3 separate regions of the Gossypium hirsutum genome follow, and all the other regions are linked to region 2. Evidence: chromatin contacts called from public Hi-C data. All regions are on one chromosome and are shown on one strand. Each heading gives the region's core, a stretch centred on a gene start, on an enhancer-like site or on the middle of the called end of the contact. The rest is flanking DNA. Distances are from core to core; before and after follow the strand shown. Region 1 holds the start of LOC107945906 (internal alternative NAD(P)H-ubiquinone oxidoreductase A1, mitochondrial). Region 2 holds the start of LOC107948137 (vacuolar protein 8). Region 3 holds the start of LOC107945895 (PAP-specific phosphatase HAL2-like).

Region 1 (3,217 bases), core at 266-2,765, 160 kb before region 2:
GCATACATTAACGCACCTCATGTTTGTTAGTGTCAACGCCTATGCAAGAAGCAAGATAGAAGTATGAATTGGGGCTTGTTGCCAATGCAGACTGTATCCGGCTAACAGGCTCGGAAACCGAGCGGAATTCAAGAGTTCCAACACAAGTTGAAGCAAGCAAAGGGGTGAAAACCATGTGGTTTCGAGGTGATATGCAAACAACATCATAGGCTTTGGTGTCAAGCCCATTGAGGAATCGGCATGCTGCCCATCCAGTACCAAGGACAACCACTCTAGGCTTTTCGCCTGGCTTGGTTGCCTCTAGTCCTGGATACCTTGGTTCATCATGTTCCGACTCCGACTCTGTCTCCACTAGTCGGTCAGCTAAAGGAAACTGATAATGTGGGGTTGTCCTTATTCCCCTGCTCCAAAAATTCATGTGATTCAACCCTTTTATGGTGGAAAGGGATGTCAAATTGCTGTGCACATTGATTTTTTCAAGGGAACCGGATAATCTTTCAAAGAAGATATTCCTCTCAGTCGTGTTACTACCAACGACACCACCTGATCTTCTCAAGCCACTCCTGGCAACCCGTGCAAGTGCCATGAACAACTTGTTTTAATCAAATTTCTAGCAATACCTTTATTTCTGCCCTGGAAAAGAAATATATAGTGAAGTAAGGTATACAATTCAAATATAGCAGAAGGGCTGAATTGAGGAGATGAGTTAAATAGAGAAGCTGGGGAGGGCAACCCGTCGATTCGGTTAACAAAAAAACGATTTAACCGACCAACTCTGTATTTTAACAGTAGAACCAGCCCAAACCTATCAGAAAACACCATATATATGAAGAATATTCAATCGATCATTGCCAAGAAAGTTCTGAATTTGCGACAAATGTATCATTAGAAGCAACGACGATTTGTACAAATACGACTAAATGTGAGGGGAGTAGCACAAATTGCATACGACAAAGTAGTAATAAAATGAAGGCATTTCTTTCAAGAATCTTCTTTTGGTTTCTAAGTATCACTAGAGGCAGCCTAATTAATATATTTAAACATACGAGCAACTATCCTACTATACAAGCACAAAGGGTTTTAGAGATGTTATAGTAAAACCCTAGACAGAAACCAAAAATCTTATCAAACATGTAACAGTGAACTGTTAGAAATAAGTATGACCAATGAACAACCATTTACCACAAAATTGCCTAACTGAAAACAAAACAATAGAAGAGAAAGAAACAAAGAACAGTTTTTTTTTAATAAAGAAGATGAAGGACATTACTTTGGAAATATTTGAGGTTTGTCTTCTTGAAGTAGATTCTGGGAGAGGTTTTAAGAGAAAATGTTAATGGCGTTGTTTTCAGAGAACACACACAAAGAATCAAAGCCCAATAAGTATTAATAGTTTTGGTGATGTCGACAGTAAATTTAAAAAAAAAATACTAAAATAAAAGGTAGATGAAGGTGCTGAAAGCTGAAAGCAGCCGACTTGAGGTGCAAGAAAATTGTTGAGCTAAGCTAAACACCCTCTTGAAAGCATGTATATTTATATTGGTGGAGAACAGGAGAAAGAGAAATTAAAAAAAGAGGAAAGCTGCCGTACATTACGTGAGTTGGAAACGGAAAAAGCAAGAATATTACGGAATCTTTTCTGGTTCCTAATTCTTAAACGACATAGTTTGAAAGTATCATGAATTTAGGGTTTGCTTTTAATAATTTAAAATTGATTTGGCAAGGAAAGCAATATGCATAAAATGTTTTTATTTTTATTTTTAAAATTCTATAAATCTGAAATAAATATATTATTTTAAAGTATTTTTCTCCAAGATGAAAGCTAAATAAATGAGGATGGTTTGTAAAATTCATATGATCCAGCTGGCTGTACAGTATAAAAGCAAAGTCCAAGCAATAGTTCTGTGGAATGGTGGCGGCGACTCTTCAAAGTAAGTGTGAAAAAGTCCCCCAGTTTTTTTGGAAAGATGGAAGTTGAACGGCTTTTGATGGACTTAGGTGAAAGTAAACATCGGGTAAATTTGTTATTTTTATTAAAAATTTAATTTATTTCTATTATTAATTAAATAATACATGTGACGTGTTATGGTACAAGAACTAATTTTTAATAGAATGATTAATTTACCTTTTAATCTAGTACATAAAAATTAATTGGTTTATTTTTTGAGTTAAAAAAGAACAAAATATAATTTGACTCACAGTATAAGAATCTCCATAATATTTTTATAAACAAAATAATCAAATACTATACTATAAATGCATTTTTTAATATTCTTGTATATCGATATAGATGTAGTTTGGTATATTACTTTGAGTTTCTTAATTTTTTAAAATATTTTTATATATTATATATACATGTAAATATAATTTAAAAGCATAATATATATAGTTATATGTAAAATAAATTTTAAAATTGCAAATTAAATCCAATAATTATATTTTATTAAACCAATACAAAATTTAAACTACTTAAAATCGATTTATATTGAGAAAAGACGAGTCCCTCCAACACAGTGTTTGGTGTGAAAGAAAGATCCAGTGCAGGTTCCCCCGGTGTCGTGTTTTTGTTGTAAGTGTCAAAGTTTGACAGGCACAAAAGGGTTGTTTCATTGTTTGTCTTGTCTCCCACGTTCTTGCTGTTTTTTCTTTATTGTTTTGGAATGTCGCATTCAATGAATTGAATTTGGCCTTTGGTTTACTACTTTAGTACGAAATTAGGTTTAAGATAAATTACACCGTAACATCATTAAACTAATACTAAATTTATATTTTCATCCCTTTAGTTTAAAATTTAAAAAATAGTTATTAAATAATTTAAAATTTTTTATTGAAGTCATTGAGTTGTTAAAATCGACTTCTCTGCTCGCATTGCTTATATAAATCAAAAGCTCTCATTCCCTTTCTCTTCTACAATTAAGTTTTTTTTTCATGAAACAACTTTAAACATCATGAATTTACAAACAAACACATTAACAACTTTCTTCCTTGGTCTCCAACATTGACCAACAGATTGACTTCGATTTAAGATATGTTCATCTACTTATTGATGTTTACTAATCCATCATACAAATCGTCGAATTGTCGCTTGGAGCTCAAAATTTAAAAAAAAAGAACTTAATCACCAATGAAAGGAAGCCTCCGAAATTGAAGTTTTCATACAAGTGGCTTGAAGGGAAACACCAAGCAACACTCCCTGAAGTTGTCTCTGATCAATTAG
Region 2 (3,489 bases), core at 203-2,702:
AGGTTCATTTGAATTTGGACACCCATTTATCAAATATATTATGGAATTATAAAAAATAAAAAAATCATTAAAACTAAAAAAAATAAATTTTATAAAAATATTATAAATTAATTAAAAATCAGACAATTTTATAAATTTTGTAAAATTTATTTTATTATTTTTATATTTTAAATAAAAAAAGATCAACAACTTATATCATAAAATTAAGATTAACAGTTTTTTGTCATATTTTTGCCTCTCATTTTTCAATTTGCACAAGTTATATTAATCAAATAATTTAATCAAAATGAGGAATATAATTTTTATAAAAATAATTTAAATAATTATAATTTTTTGATTTTTAATTAATTTCTTATAATTTTAAAAAATCTTTTTTTCTAAATTTTTATGGTTTTTAATAATTTTTAATATATTTTATGATTTTTAAATAATTTCTAATAAATTTTATAAATTTTAGTAAACTTTAATGATTTTTTTTATTTTTTTAATAATTACAGAATGAATCTAGATAAATAGGTGTCCACGTTCAAATGAACACAGACAATCACTTGTCGACACCTCTTTATCTAGATTTATTTTGCAATTATTTTAAAAATATAAATTTAGATATTTTCTTATATTTTTTTTATTTTGCTGGCATGACACTACCACGTTAACAATTGGTGTTGATGTAGCACCACCACGTCATCAATCGACGCTGGCATGGTATCTATTAACAGCCATATTAGCGTTGCAGTTAAATATTAACGATAAACGCCAGTTAAAAAGCTTATTTGATCAATTTTATTAGTTTCAGACTCAATTGAATAAAGAAAAATTCAAAACAACTTAATTGAATCTTTTTAAATCTAAAATAAAGTTTTTTTTTATGTAATAGTAGATGCTTTTTTATTTTTTTTCATTCTACCATTTCATCTTTATCTAAGTTGGAGTGATATGTAAAAGATTTAGATTTAAATCACTGCACTTTCTATTTGGCAGATTTTGAAAAGAAAAAAAAAACGTCGTGTTTAAAAATCAATTTATTTCTTTAAATATATTATAAAATAACCTATTTCTTTAATTTTTCTTTTATTTTGACATATTCATCAAATCTAGGGCAGTTATAGAAAAATATGGGCAATTGCTCCAAAAATAATGGAAGAAAGAAACTAACATTTAACGTGGGAAAGATGAGCCAACAAGATTTGTTGATTGATTTGATTATGGACAAACAATGATGACATTTGACTAATTAAGAATTAAGGTTTATTTTCTTACCTCGTACGAATTACAATCCAATTAAGGCTGATTTACGTTATATCAAAATTCAAATTTTTATCATAAATTCATTTTCTTACCTTGTACATATTACAATACAATTAAATTGAAACGGTGGAAAAGTAAATAGAAAGTTCATGAGATCTGATGAGATTTTAAAGAAACCTTATTGTTGATAGGTGCCCCCACAGCAACCCACTGCAAAACCCCATTCATGCATGTACAGTGTTCTACAAATACAATCGTCAATAAAGAGATGAAACCTTTCAAGTCCTTTATCACTGATCAGAATCAGATACACTACTTTTCTTTTTCCTTTTAACCATCTCCCTCCTCAGTTCTTTTCACGCTGTGAGCTTCAGCCACCCTTTTAAGTTTTAACCCTTGTTATTATGGCAGAAATTTATACCCTTATCTTCATCCTATTGACTTGTCACTGTTACACCACCTAAACGGTCAGCCCTCTATTCTAAATATAAAATTAAAGACCCCCATTTCAGTTGCAGCTGCAAAATGAAAAGATAACTTTAGATTAGATATCTGCAGTCAGTGGCCCTCTTTCTCTCTCTTCTTAGACAGTGTTAGATTCCTTCCTTCAAAGCAAGCATTGAATTTGAAGAAAAAGGGGAAAAAAATGGGAGAAGAAGAGAAACCAATGCAAAAGCAGCACCAGAATTCAATAGAATCTTTCAGTGCAATGAAATCTAGTATCAAGCAGGCTGTTCAGGTTATATCTTCTTTGATTTCTCTTTCACATTCTATCAAAGTTTTTAATGTTAAATGGCAACTCATTCGAAAGAAGCTAGAAGAGATGAGTTCTGGGTTGATGGCTGTTGGAAACTGTGATTCAAGTGAAAACGCAGCGGCCTTCTCTGACGTGGTTCCTTCCATTTTGGCAACTGTAAACGAGTGTTATGATCTCGGGAGAAGATGTGTGGATCTTTCTTACAGTGGAAAGCTCCTGATGCAAAATGACCTTGATGTGATGGTTGCAAAATTTGATCTCCATGTAAAGAATCTTTCAGGGATTTACACTGCTGGGGTTCTGAGCCATGGTTTCGCCATCGTTGTTTCCAGGCCTGGTTTTGGTGCTTGTAAAGATGACATGAGGTTCTATGTAAGAGATTTGTTGACAAGGATGAAGATTGGTGATATAGAAATGAAAAGGCAGTCCTTGGTGAATTTATATCAACTTATGGCTGAAGATGAAAGGTACATGAAACTTGTAGCACTTGAAGTTAGTGACATTGTGAAATTGTTGGTCGATTTTCTTGATTCACCAGAGATGGAAATTCAAGAAGAAGCTTCAAAGATTGTATCTTTAATCTCTGGGTTTGATTTGTATAAAGGGGTTTTAGTTGAAGCTGGGATTATTGGCCCTTTAAATCGGATTTTGGAAACCGGCAGTAATTTGGGCAAAGAAGGAGCTGTTAGGTGTCTTCAGACATTGACTGTAAATTCAGACAATGCATGGTCTGTTTCAGCTCATGGTGGGGTGACGGCACTCTTGAAAATATGTTCAAGCGGTGATTTTGGAGGGGAACTAATTGGTCTTGCTTGTGGGGTGTTGAGAAACCTTGTTGGTGTTGAAGAGATTAAGAGGTTTATGGTCGAAGAAGGTGCTATTGCAACATTCATCAAGCTAACAAGATCAAAAGAAGAAATCGTGCTGATTAATTCAATGGAGTTGCTTCAAAACGTAGCTTCTGGGGAGGAATCAGTTCGTGCATTACTACGAATTTCGGATCCGAAGTCATCAACCTCTTCGAAAACAAGAGAAGTAGCATTGAGAGCAATAGAGAATCTATGTTTCCCTTCACAAAACTGCATAAACACCTTGATGAATTACGGATTCACGGATCATTTACTGTTCTTCCTACGCAATGGCGAAGTTTCCCTTCAAGAACTGGCACTTAAGTTGACGTTTAAGCTTTGTGGGACATCAGATGAGGCCAGAAAGACAATGGGAGATGCTGGTTTCATGGCAGAGCTTGTCAAATTGTTGGATGCTAAGTCATGTGAAGTGCGTGAAAGGGCAATTGAAGCACTCTCCAGTTTGGTCTCAGTCCCTAAAAATCGAAATAGATTTATTTCAGATGATAGAAACATACACTTCCTTCTTAGACTGCTTGATCAAGAGGAAGGAATTTCAGGTAATAAACAGCTCTTGCTCTCTATATTAGTGTCATTGACAAGTTGCAACAGTGGAAGAAGAAAAATAGCCAGTTC
Region 3 (3,222 bases), core at 28-2,527, 230 kb before region 2:
CAAGGAAATAGAAGTGTGGGGATATGACTTTCCAAGGATCTTCAAGCAGATGAAAAAATAGTTGGAAAAAAGTTTAATAAACTCATGTTAGACATGTATCCATCCAAATACGAGTAACATAGTACTTCATTGAATGGCCATCAATTTGTTATGGGATTGAAGTTAGGGTATGTTAATGGACCTACTGATCTCTCCATTCTCAGGCATTGCTCCACACGTAATGGGTGACCAGGAATAGTTTCTCCCACTCAAAATTTTAAGGCCCAATTAAATGAGAGATGTGGTCAGCATTTTAACTGTAGGCATCAAATCCTTTTCATGACCCCTTATTTGTCAACAAAACATTGGCAACGCAGCAATTATCCTCATATATCAATTTCAGCTTGTACTAAAAATCATTAACTTTGAATTGGTACATAGAAACACTAGTGATCCAAATTTGTAAATCTGATTGTATCAGCATATAATATAATATAAAAGTATAAAGTAAAACTTGACAAATTTCGAAATTTATTTATGTAAAATTGGGTTCACATAAACACAAACTATATGCGCAAATTCCCCAAAATTTTATGTCCAATAAATCGTATTTCATTCTTGCTAAATAGATCGAAAATTACATGTTATAGAAATAGTGAATGGTATTTTAGTTCTTTGTACCTTGTACTGGAAGTATCCACGTTCTGGGTTACATTTAACCACCCAAGATGCAGAGTTAAAAGGAAAGAAAAGGTGATTGATGTACCTGGCAGAGTGAGAAGAGAGTTGTCATGTTTGGAATGAAGTGAAGTGTGTTGAAGATTGAGAGAGAGAGAAGAGGCCATTTGAACAGCCCTGATAGCGACATCCAATTCCTTGGCATATGCTTCTTGTGCTTGAGCTGGTGAAACAACAAGCTCTCTCTGCTCTTCCATTACTGAGGAAGAAGAAGAAGAAGAAGAAGAAGAGAAGTTTTGGTTAGACTTTAACTGAGAAACAATGTGGAAGTTGTGTGGGTGGGTTTTTGTCCTATGCGTAGGGAAGCAGCTTCCCACGTAGGTAGTGGAAGCTATGTAGTTGGTTTGTGGCAGGAGATGGGGGACTCTGAAACCAAGGGTTGAGCAATTTAAAGGCATTTGGAAATGATTAGATACTCTCGCTCTCTTCTTTGTTTTGCGTTGAGGAGACCTATAAATATAAAAACAAATAAAACAGATAATGGTTTATTGTAATTGTGAGACAAATTACACTCAGGTTGGGTGTAAATTTCTGCATATAATATCTCAATCTCTCATTGCAATGAGATTTTCAACTCAGAACCAATAACACTATATATAAACCAAAAGTCTGCATTCACATCTCTCTCTTCTCTTTAACCATTTTGATTATTCTCACATTTAATATTTATATTTTAACTTTTAATATCTTCTTTTTTATTAAAATGTTACATGATTATATATAATTTTTTCGACAATAATTAATTAATGTCATTAATACATTAATAATTTTAATATTTTTTTTAAATTTTAAAATATTAATTGATAAATTTAATAAAACTAATTTTAAGGAAGGATAATAACTAGACTTCAATTTTAAATCCAAAAAAAAGTGAAGGGGTGGAAAACCCTGATTTGAGTGCCATCCAGAGTGTTGTCTTACTAGGGGATGATCCTGTTTTGTGTCAAAAGTAATGGAGAAACAGGGTGTTGTAGTAATGGAGAGCAGCAGCTTTGATTTTGAATAGTTTCCACTGCATTCGTCAGTAAATGTTTCCTTCTCAGTTTTCCTCGTTAATTGAGCTTAAAGTAATGATAAAGAAGGCGTTAAATGGTGATTAGCATCATGGATGGGTCTCTCTTGATATTGGTGGTCTATCATCCCAAGGTAGAAGCTTGCAAGCGTTTTCAACGTTAGTACTCTTAAATACCAGGGCAATAATTCTTTGCTTTTGGGTGTCATCATGATTTCATCAATACGTTTGAAGTTAATCAAAGTGGTGTTGATAAAAGATAGCCTTAAGCGGTAACATTTTTTTTTTATATTTAATTCAACTTAAATGCTTCACACATTTATTTTTGAAATCCAAACTTCAATTTTATTCAACCTCAGCTGTATTAAAAAAAACAATTATATGTCAAAAATCTATTCATAGATAGTCAAAAATATTAAATTCTTGTTAAAAATAAATTTTTAATTCAACCATGGCGTTAATAATTTTCGTCATTGATTACGTTAATTGTTAAAATGAATTAATAGACCAATCATACAGTAACATATGATAACTTTTATTTTAATCTAATATTTTGTTATAAGAATAATTAAAAATCATTAAAAAATTTTATAAAAGAATAGAAATTTATAAATATTAAATTTTATGTAAACTTATAAAAAATAATACAAACTTATCAATATTATAAAATACAAAATATCTAATAAATCATTAATTTTTTATAAAATTAATATAACATATTTAAAAATGCATAACTATACAAAAATCATAAAAAATACAAATATTAAAATAATAAATTTGATATAAACATATAGGAATTTTAAAAAAGACCATGAAAACTTGATTAGGATAGGATTGATCAAAATAATTAGATTGAAATCAATAAGGTTATTTGTCCAAAGAAAGCCATTAGATCAGTTGACTTGGGAATCAAACGGTTGAACTGATTTTTTTTCAATGTTTTATTTAATTGAACTGGACATACCAGTCAAACTGGCATACTTGTAGCCTGATTGGTTCGACCATCAGTCTGATTCTAAAAACTGATAAGTGTCAAAAGTAACAAAATTTAGCCTCATTCTTTGTGCATTTTTAGGTGATTATGTGACATTAATTATGAATTATATAGTCTTAATATTCATGTGTTGATGCTTAATAGGGCATTTGGGAACAACATGAGTGAAAAACAATGGAAATTAGAACATTGGAGCCAGAGGCAAATTTAGGGGGGCTGATAGAGGCCCCGGCCTCCTAAAATGGAAAATTACTATTTATGCCCTTTAGAAAATTTAAAAAATTAAATTTGTAAAGGTAAAATTTCATTTTGCCCCCCTAAAATTATAAAAAAATTGATTTAACCTTTTAAAAATTATAAAGATACAAACTATTAAAAATTAAAATTTTATTTCGGCCCCCTAAAAAAATTTTCTAGCTTCGTCCCTGATTGGAGTATTCCAAAAGTTGTACACATGCAACAAAGTTTCACACGGGCAATCCAAGCTACCGTGTGTCTA

The links. A called contact is a pair of places that touch in the nucleus more often than the background predicts.
Region 1: a Hi-C map of leaf shows a contact between it and region 2, with 2.4 times the contacts expected there. The contact joins the promoter of LOC107945906 here to the promoter of LOC107948137 in region 2. A contact is called at or near these places in 6 of 34 Hi-C or Micro-C datasets (anther, callus, leaf and 1 more).
Region 3: a contact with region 2 is called in a Hi-C map of leaf, with 4 times the contacts expected there. The contact joins the promoter of LOC107945895 here to the promoter of LOC107948137 in region 2. A contact is called at or near these places in 5 of 34 Hi-C or Micro-C datasets (callus, leaf and petal).

What each region holds. Positions count from the first base shown.
Region 1 is chrA06:91,793,851-91,797,067 of Gossypium_hirsutum_v2.1, forward strand. LOC107945906 (internal alternative NAD(P)H-ubiquinone oxidoreductase A1, mitochondrial) reads right to left here and starts at 1,516. Exons shown (of 8, transcript XM_016880068.2): 1 at 1,271-1,516; 2 at 17-628. The coding sequence starts at 586.
Region 2 is chrA06:91,950,992-91,954,480 of Gossypium_hirsutum_v2.1, forward strand. It overlaps LOC107948137 (vacuolar protein 8), which reads left to right and starts at 1,453. Exons shown (of 1, transcript XM_016882604.2): 1 at 1,453-3,489. The coding sequence starts at 1,895.
Region 3 is chrA06:91,722,717-91,725,938 of Gossypium_hirsutum_v2.1, forward strand. LOC107945895 (PAP-specific phosphatase HAL2-like) reads right to left here and starts at 1,278. Exons shown (of 3, transcript XM_016880047.2): 1 at 746-1,278. The coding sequence starts at 1,115.